2 separate regions of the Oryctolagus cuniculus genome follow, and region 1 is linked to region 2. The links are chromatin contacts, called in public Hi-C maps. All regions are on one chromosome and are shown on one strand. Each heading gives the region's core, a stretch centred on a gene start, on an enhancer-like site or on the middle of the called end of the contact. The rest is flanking DNA. Distances are from core to core; before and after follow the strand shown.

What was found. Hi-C and Micro-C count contacts between places; a contact is called where the count stands out from the background.
Region 1: a contact with region 2 is called in a Hi-C map of skin fibroblasts, with 3 times the contacts expected there. The contact joins the enhancer-like site here to the promoter of RGS4 in region 2. A contact is called at or near these places in 5 of 6 Hi-C or Micro-C datasets (ear pinna, embryonic fibroblasts, psoas muscle and 2 more).

What each region holds. Positions count from the first base shown.
Region 1 is chr7:35,810,225-35,813,247 of mOryCun1.1, forward strand. No RefSeq gene overlaps it. Among named protein-coding and RNA genes, the nearest start is that of CCDC190, 36 kb to the right of the region's middle. Within about 2 kb of position 1,432, at least 2 of the 8 cell types and tissues checked have an H3K27ac peak or open chromatin away from gene starts, as enhancers often do.
Region 2 is chr7:35,612,774-35,615,829 of mOryCun1.1, forward strand. It overlaps RGS4 (regulator of G protein signaling 4), which reads right to left and starts at 1,607. Exons shown (of 5, transcript NM_001082214.1): 1 at 1,444-1,607. The coding sequence starts at 1,487.

The sequences.
Region 1 (3,023 bases), core at 182-2,681, 200 kb after region 2:
GGACTTCATCACTCCCATTCTTCTTTTTTGCCTTCCAATCCAGACCAGACAGCACAAGCAAGCACTTGGACAAGCATGACCAACAAACCAAGTCATATTCCACTGCTCAGAGTTTTTTTCAGTCTTACTATGGGCCACTTTTCTGACACAAATGGGGTAATCAGGTGCATCGTCTGAAGCTCTGTCCCCTTAGAGGAATTTTTCCCATTAAACTTTCAGGGCCATTCTACTACTATATAGCCACACTCAATTTTCTGCTTATACCCCATACTAAGTGTGATAGAACATTTTCTGTTGCTCTAATAAAATACCTGAGATTAGATAGTGTGTAAAGAAAGAGATTGATTTGGCTCACAATTGTGGAAGGTAGAAGTCCAACCTCAAGTAACTCCATCAGTTCAGTCTCTGATGAGGGCCCTGACTACAATACAACATGGTGGATGGGTGTGTGAGATCAATTACATGGGAAACAGGAAGAAGGAGAAGTTCAGGGGGTCTGCTCACTTTTGTGTGAACTAGCCAGACTCCCATGAGAACTACACATAGCCCCTCCAAGGGCAGCACTCCAATGCCCTAATCCCCTTCCCCTAGGCCTCACCTCTTAAAGGTTGCACCACGTCGACAATACCACAACTCCCAATGCATGAAGCTTGAACCATATCCAAACCACTGAGCTCACTCATCTGTATCAGTGTCCTGTCTATGACTGCCATGACAAATTACCACAAGCTCAGTGGTTTAGGAAAATGGAAAATTATGCTCTCACAAATTTGGAGTCCAAAAATCAAATAACAAGATGTCATCAGGGGTTCCTTTGGAGGTTCTGAGGGAGAATCCCTTCCATATCTCTCTCTGTCGCATCTGGTAGCTGCTAACCATCCTTGGCATTCCTTTGTGGGTTTATCATTCCAATATCTGCGTCCCTCTTCCAACTGCCTTCTCACCTGAGGTCTCTGTCTTCTCCTCCTTCGTCTCTTATAGGGACACATGTCTTTGGATTTAAAACCCACAAGGATAATCCTATATGATCTCATCTTGACATCGTTAATTACATCTACAAAGACCCTTACACAAGTTAAATTTACATGTTCATACACACACAAATATATATACATATATATATATGCAGAAAGTTCAAAGAAAATGTGTATTAAAATTATTATATATTTCAAATTTTTTGCATGGATTTCAAAGTTACCTTTTAATTCTATTTTCCATGAAGTTGTTGAAGTCCTTGTGTGTGTGTGTGTGTGTGTTCAGTACAGTACAACATTCATGAATCAAGCTCTTCCTTTATTATCGTCTGCCAACTGAAAATAAACCACTCCTTTCCTTCAAAGTGTTCATAAGCGCGAGCTGAGGAAGATGAACAGTGCAACAGCAGCAGGGGGTGTGGCAGTCTACTCTCTGAAGCAGCCCACTTGTGCCCTCTGTCTTTACTGATGTGCAACTGCGGATGTATCACTTACATTCAAAAACGGATTGCTCTTTAATTCATCCAACCTTATGATTCAGTAGGTCTGACAAAACCCCATTCTGTCTTCATGATCACTTGACATCTCATGGTCAGATGTTCCATCTTTCCCCAGGTCCAAGAGCCTGAAGAGCTACATTTAAAATGGTGTCTAATTCTTTGCTGCAAATGGCTTCACTGTTTGTCTAAACCCTGAGGGTCTATGTCATGATTCTCCTATTGAAGGTTGATTTAAACTTCACACACTGCATGTTTTTCAACCACAGATACTTCAAGCACTACAGAGCTCATCAGATCACACAGCCCAGTGGGAGGGCTGCTTGATCTTGCATCCAGGATTTGTGCAGAGCCTTTTCCTGCTTAGGGCTCCACTCAAAGCTGACCATCTCCCCTTTCACTTGGTAAACAGGGCATGGCACCATCCTCAAGGATGGCATATGCTACTTCCAACGTGAAGCGGTTTCCAAGTGTAGTACTTGCTTGGAAGATGTAAGATGCAATTTTGCCCTTCCCCTGGAGAGGCCATCTTACCATGCCCAGGCCCCTTGACTCCTGGAGAAACTTCCCAATTAGGGCAGACCCGAATTTCCTGCATCCCTCATTCTGGAGCACATTATCACCAAGGCCCTTGTCATACTTTCCACTTCTTGTTGGCCCAATATGATTCACAAAATGGCATTAATACTATGAACTCCAGATCCATTTGGGCTGTGTTATATCTGAGGGGAGTACAGCTAACATGACCTTGAAACAAGATCATGAATATATACTATTTTCTACTGTGGGTGACTATTAATGGTTTCTGATTCTACTTTCTAATCGAGATGAAGGGAATACATTTGTCAGATCAATGGCAACAGGTAGTGTACCTGAAGTTGTGTTAATCTGCTCCAGCAGAGCAGATGCAATTAAGCTCAGTTGGAGGAATTCTACTGTGACCTATTTGGATCCATCAGAGAGCAGATAGATTAATTAACTGGTGATATAAGAGATACCACCACCCACGAACTCTTTATATCTTAGAGGAATACTCAGCTTGGCCATCCCTCCTGGAATACAATACAGTTTCGTTATACTGTCTTGACCAGGAGTGAGTGGGATTGAAGGAATTTCAGACGCTTTCATATAACCTTCATCCATCCTTACCATGTTAGCTGTTACCCCACAGGTTAATAAACAGGTACGAGAGTTCTGCATGCTACAAATATGTCCATTCTTATTATATATTTGGAGACCAGATAAATACTGTCAGGTGGGTTCATGGATTCAGAGGACCCACTATGAGACAGACATGAGCCATGATTCCATTTACTATGAGGTTTTCATGTGTCCAGTCGAATGGGGCTGGGGCATAAAGCCACTTCCTGTTCCTGCGTATGTATCTCTGTTCAGATTCTGTGCTCAAACTTCTATAAATGTCTTGGCATTTCTCTTGGTGTATGACTACTCAAGTAGATGGCCACAGGTCCCTTGGTGGTGGGGGCAAGTATGAGGACAGATCTGGGGGAATCATTGCTGAATACCTTCACCATCTTTGCAAGGTGCTTCT
Region 2 (3,056 bases), core at 357-2,856:
GTCATTTCCTAATGAGTTGAGAGTATGCACAGAAAGTATCCTTTTAACGTAATAAAACAGTACAAATAAAAACGAAAATCACTTCAGAAGTCACTGGAATGAGGAACTGGATGTGATCTTCACTCACACACCCCGGGCAGTGGGAAGTCCCTCCGGAAGCTCGGGCACTGCTGGAGAAAGTGCTGGACTAGATGATTGACGTTTCCCCTGTGAGGAGGGGAAGAACAGCTACCTACTGACTGTGAGCTTAACCTTCTCAATCAGTTGCTCAGTGCCTCAAGGGCAGACCTCTAGCACAATCTCCCATCTATGAATCACTAAATATTTACTGGAGCATAACTTTTCCCTGACACTTCTGCATTTTGCATGATTAATTTTATATGTGATTTAACTGAAGCGTGGATGGTCTTGCTCTATCCAGTTAGGAAATTAATGGTGAAGGTGAGAGGTATTTATCCCATCAGTACTCTCTACCAGAACCTCCTGCTTCATTACGGAGAATATATCAATACTGTCCTGCTTCTGAATGAAAGGCAAATGGCTTCAAAACACACAAAAGATTATGCTTCTTGGAATTAACTCCAAATTGAAATGTAAGGTGATTGTTCTTTGCAGGGAGACAAGAAAAGAGGTAGTACACTTGCAGATTGACTTTTTACCTTTAGCTGCAAGATTAAGTGATGTAATACGCTCTCATTTTGTATTTTACTTTCAACTGATGAATATCTAGCATTTTCTGAAATCATCTACTTACGCCTATTTAAAAAGACAGAAGAGTAGCTATATATTTTTAAGTCTTTGTTTTTATATTGACAAAACAATCTCTTTAGGATGAGCTCTTCTACAGAACCCTCAGATGACTTGTTATAATCAATACTCCTTAACTACCACTCACATAAGACACTTTAAGAATGAGAGATAAGAACAGAGAAAAAAAGAGACATGTAGCATAGAAACTATTTCATTGTGACATTTGTTTATGAGAATATAGAACGATACTGTAGCCCCAACAGAAAGCATTGTGGCTTTCTGATGATGTAGCACAAGTTCATTCCGAGGTGTCCTCCCCTAAATGAATTTCAGAGAGTCACAGTGCTTGCAATTATCCAGGTATGCTCACATAATGGAGGTGATCACAGATACAGCAAGTAGAGTCAACACCTCATATGATTCTTAATCAGCACTAGCTTAGTTAGAGGACTTGGCTAAAAGATCACAACAGTTTTCAAAACTGAGGTCACATGAAACAACACACTAATATCAGAATTTGGGAAGCACAGTTCTTAAGTCACAAATCAAGTTATTCTTGGAGAAAATCCAGGGAAATATTCTCCCCTGATCAGACTGCTACTCCAAAGAACCAGGTTAGTAAACACAACTAGCAAGTAACTGAGAAAGTCTGTCCAAAAGTTGAACGTAGTTAGTAGCTGAAAACAATCTTACCTCCTCAAGCAGGAAGCCGGCAGACCTGCAAGCCCTTTGCACATCTTGTCTAACAGCGTGGGATTCGCCGAGGAGGAAAGAAACGCAGCAGGAGGAGCTGTGGCCTCTGTTTTGCTCAAGCTTCGGTTTCACTCCTGCAAAGATGCTGCCAGAATCCTGAGCTTCTCCTTTCCAGGCCTGTAGGGGTCTCTTTTATAGCCCGGCCACGAGCGACGAGCCAATCAGATAACAGCTCTGCGGTACCAGCGCCTGTCTCCTCTGCCTCTCCAGCCCCTGGAAGGCAGGAGGAAGAAAGGACTTACGCATCAGCCATGCAAAATGGACAAGCTGGGAAAATCCTCTTCCAAAATAGACATACATGAAAAAAGTGACTCAATATCTCTACAAATGTCTGTGATTTTTAACTTCTAGAGACGGGAAAAATAAAAGTCTACAGTGTTGGAAAATATGGGAGTTTATTCTTTTGTCTGTAAAAACAGTATCAGGGACAACATTGCCTCCGGAACGGAAAGGTGCCAGTAGGAATTCTAAGGCACACTTTGGGGGTTGAATCTCAACACACTTTCTCTTTTGGATGAGAAACATCACATTGTATGTGACCCAATATTTGACCTGCTCGATTTCCAAAAGGCAGGTGGGAGGATCATCGTCTCCGAGAGATGATTTCTCCATTGCAAGACACACGGAGGTGTGGGGAGAAATAGCTAAATGGCAGACAGGAATATGCCTGGCAGCATAGAAAAGCTGGCCCAGGAGAAATAGATTTGCTGCATCTGTCATCAAACTGACTGTAGAATACTTTGCTCCAATTCTTATTAAGAACAGAATTCAGCCCAGCACTGACAATTTCTCCTGTACATGCTTGCCTCCTGCAAAAAGCCTCAAATAGCAGCCTGAGGTCCAGGGCAGCAAGGAGATGAATAAATATAGATACTGATTCTTGTTAGCAACTGTGTTCATGTCTTATGTAATTCTAAGCTTCTAAATTGGTATTTCAAGAGGAAGAAAGGGAGGGAGAGAAGGAAAGACAGAGAAAGAGAAATGCTCCAGAGAGCAGGCAGGCAGAAAAATATGGTTTGCTTTGCCTATTACCTGGCTTCAGGGTTAGCATAAGAATATTCTGCCCTGCAGGTACTTCTGAACACCGAGACTATTAGTATCTTTTGCATGTAATATCATAGACTGAATATTTTAAAGAATCATGCAGGTGTTTCGTATCTTACAATCATAGCTCATGTACACTAGAACTGCAGAGAGTGCTTCTTTGTATCTGAAAGCTGTGAGTACAAGGGGGAAATTAAATACCAAGTCTGACCCAGACAGCTCTCATTTTGAAAGCAGGTAGATTTCTGACCGCAAGCTACAGGGAGCTGTGCTTTACTTAGAAGAAACAGAGATATCAAGTAGTTCAGGTGGGAAAGATGAAAAATAGATGGGAGCCAGTAGAATGCAAAGAGAGTGCGAAGACAGAATGCAAAATGGAAAAGAGCTGTACCTGTATGTCCCCCTTCCCCCATTCATGCCCTTGAAAATCTCAAGCTGCCTCCACTCCCCCTCCCCAGCTAGCAAAGAGATGGTAAACAAACATAAAAAGGCTAAGGACTATAATCTTC